2 separate regions of the Rattus norvegicus genome follow, and region 2 is linked to region 1. The links are chromatin contacts, called in public Hi-C maps. All regions are on one chromosome and are shown on one strand. Each heading gives the region's core, a stretch centred on a gene start, on an enhancer-like site or on the middle of the called end of the contact. The rest is flanking DNA. Distances are from core to core; before and after follow the strand shown. Region 1 has its middle 51 kb from the start of Foxp4. Region 2 holds the start of Foxp4 (forkhead box P4).

Region 1 (7,610 bases), core at 3,024-5,523:
GACACCCTGGTTAACAGTGACAACCTCCAGGCACCCAGATCTCTAGGAAGGGCTTCTGGAAGCTTCTGAAGTGCAGATGGCATTGAGAAGGAGCTGAGTGGCTGAGTACCAGCTGGCTTATAAGGGGGCTTCCCTTCTTGTCGCTTTGCCTGAGTCTGGAATGGGGAATGTGAGAATGCAGAGCCCACTGCTCTCCTGGGACTGGAAACCCATATAAGGCACTCTCTCCATCCAGCTGGGATGCCATTCTCTCGCTCTCCCAGAGGCCAGAGGTCAGAGGTCAAAGGTCAGGGCATCAGGAAGGTCTTTGGAGACAGACCCCCCTGTAAGAAAGCAGATGGAGAGGGTCAGCTTCCCCGGGGTCGGGCTGTGTTTATGGACAAGCTGCCGTGTGGGAAGTTCAGTGTGCTGTCTGTCCACACACGCTCCCTCACTGGACCTGTGGCTGAAGACGGTGAGAAAGAGGGAGATATAAGAGAAGAAAGAAGCACCCTCCCAGAGAAAAGCCACAAAAGATGAATTAGGGAGAATAGAAAGTCTTAAGGAGACGTGAGGGTTCCAGCAGGGACTTGTGGGGGAAGGCAAAGGCAGATGCGTCCATCCCCCAGAAACTGCAAGAGAGTCTGTCCAACTTATCAGGATCCTGTTCAAGGCCCAGAGGGGGAGTCCATCTTGGCAAGGACACACAGCAAGTCACAGAATGGTGGCTTTGGGCCAAAAGACATTTCTTAGGGTTTTTTTTTTGTTGTTGTTGTTGTTGTTGGGCTGTAAAAAAAAAAAAAAGGCTTGGGGGAGGGGGTAGGGAGCAGCATTGTTCTAGGCATACAGGAGCTAATAGGAGTAATAGGACATATCTCTCATGCCTGCTCAAGTCAGGAGTCAAGGGAAGACCCAGGATTGTAATGTACAATCCTGTACCCTGTGTCACTTCAAGGCAAGGCTTGATGGACTTCCTATTTTACCTAGTCTTATCTCTATCCTTCTCTCTCTCTCTTTTTAAAGAATTACTTCTTTTATGTATACAAATACACTGCAGCCGTCTTCAGACACCAGAAAGAGGGCATCGGATCCTGTAGTTGCTGGGAATTGAACTCAGGACCTCTGGAAGAGCAGTTAGTACTCTTAACTGCTGAGCGGTCTCTCCAGACCTCTATCTCTCTTTTTAAAAAGATCTATTTTTAATTATGTGAAAACATACGGGGCTGAGCACATGGGTGCAGGTGCCCTCAGAGGCCAGAAGAGGGCGTCAGATCCCTTGGCGTTACAGGGGCCCCAAGATGAGTGCTGGGAACTGAACTGGAATCTTCTGGAAAGCATCAAGAGCTGCTCACATGCACAATGCACAGCACCCTCCCCACCCCCAATAATTAAAGATAAAATTAAATCTTAAAGGCGCCAGCCACCATGCCCAGAAGGTCCTGGTGTTCTGAGTGTGCATGGCAGAGTCTGCTCAGCCGTGCAGAGCTGTGAAGACTTTGCTCTGCCAGGACTCTGGCAGGACTCAGAGAGAGATTGAAAGGGGGCAGTTAGAGTTAACACACGGTCTCTGTCTCCTCTCAGCAGATGCTGGAAAACAGAACTTCAGCTAGCCACTCTTAGCGCTCCACGCTCCCACCAGCTGAGAAAAGTCCCACCAAAAGGCTTTGTCTTGAGCTCCAAAATCGAGAGTCCTTGTAGAGGCTGAGAGGTGGCCAGGAAGAGCAGCAAAGAACCAAGAGGCCTTAGGAAAGGTTACGAGAAAGGAAGGAGGTCCGTGCTGGAGGCCAGCCCTGCCTCTGGCACCAGCCCGACTGGGCCAGGGTCCCAGGGATTCACTGACTAATCCCCAAATGATACACTCTCACTGGCTGGTACTCTCACAAGTTCCCATTGTCTCTATACCCGGCTGAAGGCCCAGGGCAGCCAGCCACCTCAAGATCTCCTGTCTCTCTTTCACTTCCAGGGAACAGAGGCTCCCTCCAGGCACACAACCCTGCTCTGCCCTCTCCCAGCTGGCCCAAGGGTCCAGATGCCAGGTCAGCAAGCACTGCCCAGGTAGGTAGCTGGCAACGCTTGGAAGAGGGACAAGCTCACCAGGATGGTGGCTTTTGGGACAGACTGCCTTCCATCTCTCCACCGAGCCTGCGCAGGAGAGGGGCGTGGCCCGCAAGGACGTGGGTGTCAGGGTGCTGAGGGACAAATCCAGGGCAGAGGCAAGGATTTCATTGACCTGAGTGGGCGGTAGTGAAGAGAATTCATAAAACGTTGTTCTTTAATGGTTTCTTTTCCCCTCCCCTCTGCGAAGGAGGGAGTTAACACGGTCGGGAGCAGGGCAGGGCTGGGCCCTCCACAAGTGACACCGAATTCCCAGTCTGGACTGGGCGAGCGCTTGAAAGCAGCTAAATTAGCAAAACAGAAGTCAACCGTCGATTACTTCTATGGAGGATTAAGTGTGATAAATGGAGGGTTTGTTCGCTCTCCGGTCCAGATGTTGTGTCTAAGTGAGGGGTTTTTATGGTTTTTTTTTTTTTTTCATTCTTGGCCCAGATCCCATATATATTTTGGATACTGTTGGGAGTATATAATATCACTGGAAAATGATGTGGTCTGGTAACCTTTTAAATAACATTTCCGCCCTCCTCTGTTTTCTAATAGTTTGTTTTTCTTTCCATGTTTGCCTTTTATTGGGGGAAATTTTTTTTGGAAATTAATGAGGCTCAAGTTTGGAGACCAAAATATGAGAGGGACGGGGGGGGGGGGGGTGGAAGGGTGTGGGATGAGTCTGGGATGGAGTACCGTTCCTGTGTGTGTGTGTGTGTGTGTGTGTGTGTGTGTGTGTGTGTGTGTGTTTAAGCGATCTTGGCTTGCTTCCCCCCCGCCCCGATGTTCCGGGCCCTCGGTTGGGGCTGCGTGGTGGCACGCGCGGGCAGGGCGCCCGGGATTCCGTCTGCCCGGGCCGCGGGGCTGGGAGCCTCCTTCCTCCGGGAAGAACCTGCCATTCCCCCGGCGCAGCCCCTGCCCGGCGTGAGGGGGATGGGGGCGCCTCCTTCCTGAGTGAAACCTACGGAATCCGGCAGGAATTCGGGCCTCCCAGATTTAAGAAAACAAACAAAGGAAAGATTGTCAGAGAGGGGCCTCCGAGAGCCGCCCCAGCCGCCGCACTGCCCTCGGCGCTCGCCCCCTGGGCTGCCAGGGCCGCCAGCGGGGGCGGGACGGCCAGTTCCCGGCTCCCACGGGTGGTCCCCAGTGGGCTTCCCTGCCCCGGGCCACTACCAGCAGGTCATCCCCTAATTTAGGACCTGGTGGGATACCCGCTTCCCAGCTCATAGGAAAGGAGGGGCCCCGACTGTGTGGCTGCCTGGTGGAAGTGAGCTAGGAGTCATTTGGGACATCCCTCTGCCTCAGAGCAGTCTCATCAGCACAGTGTCTAAGGTGTTTCCCAGCTCGTGTTTGGGGGTGAAATGTCCACATTTCAGTTTCGGGTGGGGACCAGGGCCTTGCCTTCATCCAGCCAGAATAGGCCTAAGTCACCGTGCTGGCACACAGTCCCAGGGCCCGGGAAAATTAGAAAGAGTAAAAATGTGGGAAAAGGGGACCATGGAACAAAAGGATGGACACCTATTAAGGTCCGCCGCTGGCCACCCGCCACATTGCTGTCCATCTGCACTCTTGGTGTCCCTTTGGATCGTGGGTCATTCTGCTTGTTATATTTGCCTCCCTTGTCTCTGCATCCAGGCAGGGAGGTTCTCCCTGTCTCAGTAGCTAAACCTTTCCGAGGCTGTCTCTGACCCTTCCTGAATCTGTTCTTGATCTTCGAAACTGTGAGGTCAGCGTGTGGTGTGTGTGTGTGTCTGTGTTTGTCTGCCTAACTATATGTCTGTCTGTCTGCCTGTGTGTCTACCTGTGTGTCTGTGTGTCTGTCTGCCTGTGTGTATCTGTGTGTGTGTGTCTGTCTGCTACCCAAGTCTCTGTCCCTCTACACCCCCCCCCCGATTTTGATCAGTCTCCCCACTCCGCCCCCGCCCTAGGTAGCCCAGCGGGCCGGCGTCGTGCCAAGGCCGCCCCGGGCAGGGCCATGCTGGCGCTGACAGAGCCTCGCGCCCGCGGCCCAATTAGCGCTCGGCGCGGGCGACGCGGCATCTGGAATTGCGCTGCGCTCACGGCCAAGGCCGATTGTTTAGTCTGCGCGGCGGGGCGGGCAGCCCGCGCGGTGGCCCCACATCTGGAGCCGCGGCCAGACGGGCCTGCTGGCGGCTGGCCGGGGTGCGTGTGCATTTTTAACTCTGGGATTTGCTGACAAGTTAAGAAGTCAGAAAGTCAGTGGCGGCGGCGGGAACTGGCGGGGCATACAGAGAAGGGAGTGGCTGGGGCAGCTGGCCAGCCAGGGTGACTTTTTCTTCCGGGATTGCGTCCCTCCCCTGCCTTTCTCTTCCCCTTCCTCTTCATTAATTAAGTGGCTGAATTATCCCCAAATCCCTACACTCCCCAGCTGGCAGGAACTCCCGGGAAACCAGCATCTTCGGGGAAAGCCCTGTGCTCACTCATCTCCCACGATCTGGGGAAGCACACAGCAAGACAGTTGGACAGCAAAAAGAACTAGAGGCTAACTCTCTCGACCCCCAACAGGACTCTTGGCACAGCTCCGGGTCCTCCTTGGGGACAATCCAAACTGAGGAGCGGTTCTCACGATGTCAGCGAGCTTTCCAACCCTTGCAGACAGGCTTTTGAGTTTTCACTGACTCGTGGAATAAATATCGGACACACATTGCGTCAGGCCTTGGGGCACAGCTGTAAGCATGACCCGCATATGCTTATCCAGCGTGGTTGACATTTTTAGTAAAGATAAAAGATGCACAGACAGACCGGAAGTCAACAAACTAAACTTTAGAAACTGTTGGAGCCCCGGGAGTATAGCACAGTCGGTAGAGAGCTTGCCTAGCCTACTGAAAGCTCTTTGGGTTCAATCCTGCGCTTGCCTTGCGAAGTGGAGGGATCAGGGGTTCAAGGTCACCCTTCTTTAGTACATTTTAGGCCAGTCTAACACTGAGACTTTGTTTCAAAAACAAATCTACAAAGTGTTAAAAAAAAACAGAAACAAAGAAACAGAAACTTCTTGCTTCGTAGGTGTTCTGAGATCAGCGTTTCTGTTTGCACCAGCTGGCTGGACCCTCATAATGTCCCAGTGAGGACTCCCGTGTTCACTGAATTCAGCTTCAACTACAAAACCAGGGGTCACTTTTATGTGTGTGTGGCACACATACGTCCGTGCACAGGTATGGGTATATATGGAGGCCAGAGGGGGAAGCCGGTGTCTTCCCTATTGCTCTCCACTCTTTATGTTTTTACATCCTCAGTACGTCCTCCTAGGTGCTGGCCTCCAGGGAGATCCTGCCAGCTGGGGAGTGTGGACATTTGGAGATAGATAGATAGATAGATAGATAGATAGATAGATAGATAGATAGATAGATAGATACATACATACATACATACATACATACATACATGAATGATAGATATTTCATATAGATGTTTCACATATATATGAATATATATATATATGAAAAAATGGTCAGATGAGATGAGTTAGGGGGTGAAGACCTTTGCCAGGCAAACCTGATAACCTGAGTTCAATTCCAGGAATCAGAGTTAATGTGGAAAGAAAGCACCCACTTCACAAAGTTATTCTCTGACCTCTACATAACTGCTATGTATGTACACACACACACTAATAATAATAATAATAATAATAATAATAATAGAAATAAATATAAGTTTGTTTTTAAGAAGAAGCAAAGCTCTACAGAAATGCCAGTAACAGTTACTCCAGCTGAGACCTGGTAAATACCCATCTGCTGCTGGGAGGAAATTGCAAAGTCCTTGAATGCCAGTTACCTGATTTTAGACAACTGGGGTGTTCTTCGTGTCCTGAATTGTGGACTAGAGGGATGGCTCAGAGGGTAAAGTCCTTGCTGCACAAGTATGAAGATTTGAGTTTAAATCCCCACACAACAGCTGGGCATGGTGTGTGTGTGTGTGTGTGTGTGTGTGTGTGTGTGTGTGTGCGCGCGCACACACACACACCTAGAACTCCAGGGCAGGCTAGAGACAAGCAGGTCCCAGGGACTTGCTTGTTAGTCCATGGTATCAAAACAGTGAGTGGCTAGTTCAGTATCAAAGATGAAAATGTTAAGGTTAAGGTGGGGGCTGCTCTTGCAGAGGACTCTGGCTCAGTTCCCAGCACCCACATGGTAGCTCACAACCATCTGTAACTCCAGGTCCAGGGGATCTGACACCCTCTTCTGACCTCCACTGGCATCCAGCATGGATGTGGTGCAGACACAGATGCAGGCTGAACACCATACACATAAGTTGACTAACTATTAAGAAAGAAAGAGTGGAGAGCAATAGAGAAAGACATGGGCTTCGCCCTCTGGCTTCCATATATACACAGACCGGTGCACGGACTTATGCATGCCACACACACATAAAAATGATCCCTGGTCTTGTAGTTGAAGCTGAATTCAGTGAACATGGGAGTCCTCGCTGGGACATTATGAGGGTCCAGCCAGCTGCATAGATAGATAGATAGATAGATAGATAGATAGATAGATAGATAGATAAATGATAGATAGATAGATAGATAGATAGATAGATAGATAGATGATAGATAGATAGATAGATAGATAGATAGATAGATAGATAGATAGATAGATAGACAGGTATATATAGACAGACATAGATAGATGATAGATAGATAGATAGATAGATAGATAGGTATAGATAGACATAGATGGTAGATAGATAGATAGATAGATAGATAGATAGATAGATAGACAGACAGACAGGTATAGATAGACAGACATAGATGGTAGATAGATAGATAGATAGATAGATAGATAGATAGATAGATAGACAGAGGTAGAAATAGAGATATCTCATATATTTGATATACGTGTGCCTGTTTTCACTCAGTCATCTCTTTCATCTTTACCATATCACAACATGATTTTTTTTTAAAGATTAAGTCTTTAAAAAGCTGGAGAGATGACTCATCGGTTAAGAGCACTGACTGCTCTTCCCGAGGTCCTGAGTTCAAATCCCAGCAACCACATGGTGGCTCACAACCATCTGTAATGGGATCCGATGCCCTCTTCTGGTGTGTATGAAGACAGTGACAGTGTGCTCATATATAACAAATAAATCTTTTTTTAAAAAAAGCCTAAGTCTTATACAATGTAGGCTGTCTTCAAACTTTAAAATGTAGTGAACATAGCCTTGAACTTCTGATCTTCCTGCCTCTGCTTCCCAAGTGCTGGGGTTACAGGTGCACACCGCCATGTTGGGTTTATTCAGCACCGTGGCTTCCTGAACACTAGGAAGATGCTCTCCCAACTGAGCTACACCTGCAGCGCTGTAGTTCATGACTTTTATTTTCATTCCACCCCTTAAAACCAAGCTGCTTTAGTACACACAAGCTCAACTTTGCTTTACTGTTTAAGATGATGTTTCTCTATGTAGCCCAGGCTGGCCTTGAGCTCCTCATCATCCTGCCTCAGCACCCCAAGCTCTGGAATGGTGGGTACTGAGACCTGCTACCCTCGTAACTCTGGTATTAAGGTTCTGCTTCTTTC
Region 2 (7,610 bases), core at 2,018-4,517, 51 kb after region 1:
ATCCGAAACAAATTATTCAACCTCTAGGAGCCATCTTTGCTTGAAGAATGGGGAGAAGATTCCTTCTGCTGCAGATGGCCTAGCAGACTCCAGGATTTCCGAACTGGCAGGCAGCTCTCATGATTTGGTCCTTCTGAGGTCACCTTAAGAAAACTGAGGCTGGCACCAGGCAGGTGTGTTGGCTCATGCCTTTAATCCCAGCACTCAGGAGGCAGAGACAAGCAGATCTCTGTGAGTTTGAGATTAACCTAGTCTACAAATCAAATCCAGGACAACCAGAGCTAGTATACAGAGAAACTCTGCCTCAAAAAACAAACGAACAAACAATGAAAGGGAGGAAAAAAGGAAAGGAAAACCAGGTCTCACAAAAGAAAAGTTAAGGGTTTAAGGAAAACGCTTTGGCCACAGGTCACTAAGTTTTGTACAAACTTTCTTCATGCTATCCCCCCTAAAGAAGGCATCCTTACGATTTTGTGACTGAAGTGAAGGAGGCTGAGACCTATAATCTGCCCAGGTCAAACATCTGTAGATAACCAGGATACCACTCAACCTAAGACTGCCTGACTCCAGCCCTCATGGTCCTAACTTTGCCTCTGTCTTCCAGTCAGGCCTGCAGGTACCACTTGGGCTTTTTCTGCACTTGCCTTGCATGCTGGGATAGGAGGAGGCACAGTGATTCCCTCGGGGAACTTAGAGCTCCTGTAGGAACCCTTCAAACTCTGACACTGATAGAAAGGACTCTGAACTGGCTCCTGTGACTAAGACATTGTCTGTTCTGTTGCCTTCTTTCAAGAGGTCTGTTTTCTCCCCTGAATTGCCTCAATTAGGACAAGATGGGGTCTTCTGACTCCCTTGGGCTTCCCACTGTGACTCACAAGTCCCACAGTCCCACAGGGGACTGACTGGGCCCAAGTTAGAGGGGTAAACTGAAACGAAAGAAAAACAAAAGTCATTTTCCCAGCATGCCCTGGGGGAGTGAGGAAGGGGCTGTTGTCACAAGGCAAGGGGGCAGAGTTCTGTAACAGCCCACACCTCCTCCACAGAAATACCTTGTCTTTCCTATTCAGTTTCCCATTGCTATTTCACCCTTAGCCTCTATTGTAGACAGGATAGGAAGGGAAAGGTGGAGCAGGGTCACCAGACCAGCAGTCGTCTGGACACCATGATGCCCACCCAGCTACTTCTCCTCAAAAGGTAATACAAAGACCCTCAGGTTAAAGAGCTCCAGCGTGACGCCCTGTCCAAGACAAACTGCTGTATCCCTAGTTCCCTGTGTAAACTTATACATGGTGAGTGCCCTCCTCTCTAAACCAGAGCTACTGAAGTATCTTCCCCATGGGACAATCAAAAAGATTCAAAGTCAGCATACCTCACCCTCATTCGAGGCGACATTCATTCATTAGTTATCATCAAATCCTTGACTTTTACTGTTTGTTTTTGGATTAAAAAAGACATTTTAAAAATAAAAATAATTTATTTTATATGTGTGAAGTCAGAAGAACACTTTCAAGATGTGGGTCCCAGGGTCCAACTTGGGGAAGTCATCGGAGGTGTCTCTACCCACTGAGCAATCTGGCCAGCACTTTTTCCGGATTTTTGAAACAGGGTCTCTTGTAGCCCCAGCTGGCCTGGAACCCCATCTGTAGGTGAGGACCTTGAACTGCTGAACCTTCTGCCCTTACCACCCAAGAGCTGGCCACTACACCTACTGTCATTTGAGTCTCATTTCTACTAGAAAGGTCCCTGTGAAGTCCAAATATAAATGAGCTGGGCTGTGGGTGTGGCTAAGTGGGAGAGCATGCGTTTAGCATTTATGAGGCCCGGTTTCCTCTCTAACAGCACAAATATCTAAACAATGGCATAGCAGCCCTCTTCAACCTAACACCTTGCAAAACTTTAGCGGGTTCTCTGTGTATCTGCTGTGTCTGTCCACTTGGGCAAACAGATGCTTCAGACCTGGGTTGCTACTACCACCCTTCAACTCCTGGCTGCCTCGCCCAAAGGGGCAAAATAGGTGAGCGGAAACCGCTTAAGCTAACTGTAATCTCAAAGGCCCATGGTGTTTGTTTGTTTGTCTGTTTTGTAAGTTTTCTCCAAAATATGTTTTCCCCACTTAACCAGTTCATCCTCCATGGGGTCTGCCTGCCCTTGGTCACCTGTCTCAAGGTAGCCCGAAACCAAGGGTTACTGCCTTCCTGTGCTCAACCCATAGCAGGGGTCTGGGTACCTGGCTTCGCTGGGGCGAGTGGGCCAAACACGGAGGGTCCCTGAGGCGCCCTTCACCTTCACGCACCCACAAAGGGAAGATGTTTGGGGTAGAGAGTGGGAGGATTTTTTTTTTCAGCTCTTCACCAGTCTGAGCCTGGCTCCTGTTACCCAACTTAGCCCTCCCCCTCGGAACGTGGGCCTTTCCGTGCCCGGACTTCCCCCTCCCAACCCAAACACACACCAGCGTCCCCAACCCCAACCTCCCATCCTCCCAGTCCCCTTGGGCACAAGTGGTATTCAGGGACGCGAGTTTTGTTTACAATCTAATTTGTTCAGATAATTGCCTCGATTTTGCTCTGTGCTTGGCCCGCGTGGATCCAGCCTGAAGCCCCTTCTCCATTGGTTCTCACAGCACTTTATAGGAAATTCCCCTTTGCAGACCGAGGCGGCAGCGCGTGCGCGCCGGGTTGGGAGAAAGACTGTTCACAAAGCCCAGAAAGAGCCTCCCCAGCCCCAGCCCCCACACAGTGGGGAGTCAGAGGGAGGCGCGGCAGGGCCCGCGCTGGACGTCGGCTTCGGACTCGGGGGGCCCCCTGACCACTCCCCGCGCCAGGCGCAGCCCGCCCGAAACCAGTGAACCGTGTGCCAGCAGGACTTGGCCGTACCTCCAGGCTCTTGGAAAAGGCCAGAGTTAATAAAGCGTCCCATCGGATGGGTCCCCAGTCCACCGAGAACCTCTACGGCCTATCGACTCTGGCAGATCTGTAGCCCCACGTCCCCATTTTTTCCTTCCCCAAAGTTTGGTCCACGTGGTCCTCTTCGGCTTGCCGCTGGCCGTCTCGCAGGGGGGGGAAAAGTGGCTGCACCTGCTTTAGGCGAATTATGGTAGCACTAGAAGTTAGTCTCCCCTCCCTCCGCCGCTCGCTGGTTCGCTCCCTCCTCCCCGTCGCTCGGCGCGCTCCCTCCTTCCCTCCACCCCTCCGGTCCCCCGCCCGGTGCGCCCCGCCCGCGCGCCGATCGCTCGCAGCCACTCGCAGCCGGGGCTCAGTCGCAGCCCCTCGGAGTCCGGAGCCGGTCGCCCCTGCGGACCGGACAGTGCCACCGGCTGCCGGGACGGAGCCCCCCAGCACGCGATCAGGGCGCGGCGCAGGCGGCCGCGGCGCGGCGGGGAGGAGCCCGGGCCGGAACCAGGGCTGGGCCGGGGGCGGGGACGCCGGGGTCCCGGAGCCCCGGAGCCGGAGCGAGCTCAGGAGCGTCGCCGGAGCCCGGGGAAGGGCGATCGGAAGCCGGAGAGAGCTAAGCCATCCTACAAAGTGCGATGCCCCCAAGGGGCTGAGGCGCGCGGCGATCGGCGCTAGAAAGATCGCTTCGGAGCGGCGCGGCGCGCAGGGGCAGCCCCGGCGAGTGGCGGCGGGCCCGGGCTGCGACCCGAGCGAGCCCCATGCCCCGTGCTGGCTGACGGGCCGGAGCCCGCACTGAGCGGCCGGGCCGGACAGGTAGGTGGCCGATTCAGGGACCCCAGGGACCCGGATGGGGGCTGGGCCAGCGACTCGTCCAACTCCCCAGCTCGCTCACTCTCTCGCCTGTTCCCTGGCTCACTTTGTGTTTGCAAACTGCCCGCCCGAGGCGCGTCGGGCGCCGGGAGGAGCCGGGCCCGGGGCCGGAGCACTTTGTTCCAGCTGGGCCGGCCGCGGCGCACTGACCCTGGTGAGTTGCGAGACCCTGCCCCCGGCCCGGGCCCCTAGCGGATCGGAGCTGTCTGGGGAACAGGTGGGGGCTGCGGAGCCGGGCTGGGGGGCAGCGGGAAGCCGGCCGGGAGTGGGGGACAGCTTGGAGAGGCCACTGAGGCCCGCCCTGCCCCAAGAATCTGGGCTCCGCCCCCTCCTGGCCTCGCTGCTGGGAATGGGGTGTTAGGGGGCGCGACCCCCCCTCCCGGAGTGAGACAAAGAATACTTCCCGGCCCGGACTTTCCTGAGCCGGGAAGGGAAGTGGTGAACTGGGATCCCCCCCAAGTCCAGTCTGCCCGGGACTCCCCAGGACAAACAGAAAGACGAGTGTGTGTGTTGGGGGGGTGGGAAACAATCTCAAACACCTCGTCGCCTTGGTTTGCGGAGGTCACACTTCGGAAGTGCCGAGACTAGTCAACCCCCTTTCCTCGCATCCCTTAATCAGATCTGAGATAAAGCGGAAAACTTCTTGGGGGACTTGTGAGAGACTGGTAATGGCCCCTGTGATTTTTTTTTTTTTTTTTTTTTTTTTTGTGCGCCGGAGCTGGTCTGTGGGGGACTGATCTAGTGGATACCCTCCTCATTCGGACACAGCTCCTGCGGGAATAAGGGAATAAGGTAACAGAGAGTGGGCCCAAGGCCAACAGAGATGAGGCTGCCGGAGTGACCAATCTGGACTCCATTCCCCCAGACCGAGGACTCTAGTGCCTCGCTAGACGTCTGTCTCTCCAGCACCCCTCTGGCCCGCGGCCATCCTCCGCGGCGCTCAAACCTTGCACTTTGCTTCTCCGTAAAACTTCTACTTCTTGGGCTTCACCGGAGCAGAACCCGGTGGCGCCCGGTGGTGAGGTGTCCTAAGAAACCTGGGGCCGAGGCCACCTGTGTGAAGGAACGTGTGATTTCGTGGGACGCGGATTCGAGGCTCTAACCATCACGGATTACCCCCCCCACACACACACACACACACACACTCCCCAATACTGAAGCGACCTCGTGAACGCTCTGATATTGCATCCGGCGACTCTAGGTTGGGAGGGCGGGATATTAGCGGGGATCCTTTCTCTCAGACAGTGACCCTATTTTTTGCACCCTGAGCCTCTTGCGCCAACACTGCCCCGTGGGTTTCCACGTTCCCTTGTTTCGCACCTGAGATCTCAGCTATCTGGAGATCAGCGCTTGTGGCGTGCCCCCTTGCACCGGTCTCCTTACCCGGAGGACCGCGGCGCTCTGATTCGACCTGGGTAGATTTGGGGGCCGGGAGGAACAAACCTGAGTCCGGAGCCATCCGTTTGGCGGTTCCGGAGCAATCCCAGAATTTTGGCTAATGCGGGATTTTTACCTCGAACTTAAAGCGTCGTTGCCCGAGTTGGAGAGCACCCGCCTAGACTGGCAACCGACGGCGTTGGGTCTGTAATTCAGGGTCGGGAGAGAGAACGCAGTTTCAGCGACAGTCGCTGTGGTTTGCTCGAGTGTCCCACGAATAAAGGAAAGAGTGGTCCTCGCTGTTCCACCGCTACCTGGAGAAGCTTAACCCTCCACCATCCCCTTCCCATCCCCACCCACGTGAACCTCAGTGGGTTGGCCCCTTGGCCTAGGTACCCTGCGGCACCGGCATTTTAAGTCCCTGGTTGATTTCTACAGAGAAGCCAGGAGGAGCCTCCTGAAGGGGAGCGGTCGGCCTCAGACGACCTCTGCCCGCCCCCGCGGAAAACCGCTGTGGGGAAGTCTGCAAGCTTTTCTTCTTTCTTTCTTTCTTTCTTTCTTTCTTTCTTTCTTTCTTTCCTTCCTTCTTTCTTTCTTTCTTTCTTTCTTTCTTTCTTTCATTTCCTTTCTTTTTCTTTTTCTTTCTTTTTCTCTCTCTCCTTAAACTTAAGAAACTTCTCCCTTGCTGGCTCTGAGGTGCCCTGAGAACAGAGAGTGTGAAGACTGCAGTGGACCACCAGTCTAGGCTGTTGGGCAAGGTGGCCTGGAGTATCGGGGATGTTGTGCCCCCCACTCCCCACTTGCTGCAGATCCTGTGATATCCGAATCTCAGCTTGTGGAGATCCTTAAGTGCCTCACTGGTTTCTTGTCCTTCCTGTTGTGTTGTTTTATTTGTTTTCTGGGCCTGGAGGGGAGACTTGAGACAGTGTCTCTTATGTTGCCTAGGCTGGCCTCACACCCAGTGTGCTTCTTTCCAAGTAGCCTCTGGGATGCTGGGATTACAGGTGTGCCACACACACCCCACCAAGGCGCCTACTTCATTTTATCCTAGTTCAACCTTGGCAATGAGACGGAGGAGACTGTGGCTACAGTCTCTTCTGGCGCTAAGGCTGGGCCCCTGGAAGGGGATTGGAACTGAGGAACCTCTGAACATAGGGGAGCCTGACTGGTCAGGCTAAACTTGCTGGAGAACCTGCTCTCTTTCCTTCCTAGATTGCCCACCCCTTTCCTCTACCTTTGGATAGAAACTTCCTTTCTGTCTGTCTGGCAGGCCGTTCCCTTTTGGCCAGGAATGTGTATATCCTGCTGGGCCCTGGCTCCAAACACACCTTTTCTTAGCAGGGCAGGGCCCCCAGAGGAGTGGAAGACGGTGGCTTTCTTTGATCTGGTGATCTGGACTCAGTGTTTGCTGAGTCCCTACCCTGTCTAGGCAGATCCCAGGCTGGGTACTAGGGTCCCCTTGTGCTGCCATCAGAATCCTGGAAGAGAAAAAGATATGATTGGGGGGTGGTGGCATGGAAGGGGTTTGGTTTCAGAGGACTGGAAGGACTCAGAAGGACTGAGGCAACGAAAGGGCATCTCCCCCTGAAGCCATCCTTTCTGCTCTGCATTTTAACCCTTTACTGCCCGTGGTACTTTTTGGAAGGTCTCCTTTCCGAACACAATATGCTCCAGCCTGAGCCTTTATTCTTATTCCCTAAACAACACAAAATACTTCCTTCCATTCACGGGGCTTCTCGGTTTCTCTGCCCCCCATCCGCCCTCTCAGCTGCTCTCAGCCTCCCCAGGCCCAAGGCAGCCATGGGCCCATCTTTTTTTGGTCAGGCTTCTGTGCCTCCATTGGCCAAAATAGCTTCCTCTGAGGTGGTTCCAGAGCCCTAGAACCCAAGGCACAGAACTCATGCGTCCCTAGGGCCATCCGTGTGTCAGAGTGAAAAGGGCTTTGGAACTTGGCACTAGAGATAGGGCTCTAGGGAACTTCATTGAGCTGCTGGAACCTCTATTTTCTTAGCTTATAAGTAGGTCAGCGGTGCCTGGAGTAAAAGCAGCTTTAGAGTTGAAGCAGAGGTAAAGTGTCTGGCCAGCCTAGTGCCGTCACCGATGGTCCTTGATACATTTTCTTTCTTTTTAAAATTAGTTTGCCAGCACTGCCAGGCCACTTGTTGGGCCGAATGCTGGAAACGTTGGAGTATAAAACCTTCATTTTACAGGCTGGGAAATGGAGTTAGAGAGAGGTGGCAACATCTGTGAAGTTTTCTCCTGCACCGGCACAGAGCTGGGACTAAATTGCCCGGCTCCAGAGAAACCAGAGGCTGGAGCCTCTGCTGTGGGTAAGGGAGAAGTGTGGGAATCGAGGGGCTGGCCACTCCTTTCTGCAGCCTTCTCTCTCCCTGGTGTGTCTGGGCTGTATTTCCTGCTTGCTTTTAGTAAAGGTCTGCACTCCCTACATCCACCTACCCTGGCTTGTGCCTT

The links. Hi-C and Micro-C count contacts between places; a contact is called where the count stands out from the background.
Region 2: a Hi-C map of mammary epithelial cells shows a contact between it and region 1, with 2.5 times the contacts expected there. The contact joins the promoter of Foxp4 here to the enhancer-like site in region 1. A contact is called at or near these places in 4 of 12 Hi-C or Micro-C datasets (frontal cortex, kidney and mammary epithelial cells) and 1 of 1 datasets of contacts at active chromatin or transcription factors (oligodendrocytes).

Annotation. Positions count from the first base shown.
Region 1 is chr9:20,501,453-20,509,062 of GRCr8, forward strand. No RefSeq gene overlaps it. Among named protein-coding and RNA genes, the nearest start is that of Foxp4, 51 kb to the right of the region's middle. Within about 2 kb of position 4,274, at least 18 of the 93 cell types and tissues checked have an H3K27ac peak or open chromatin away from gene starts, as enhancers often do.
Region 2 is chr9:20,553,003-20,560,612 of GRCr8, forward strand. Foxp4 (forkhead box P4) reads left to right here and starts at 3,268. Exons shown (of 17, transcript NM_001389210.1): 1 at 3,268-3,704.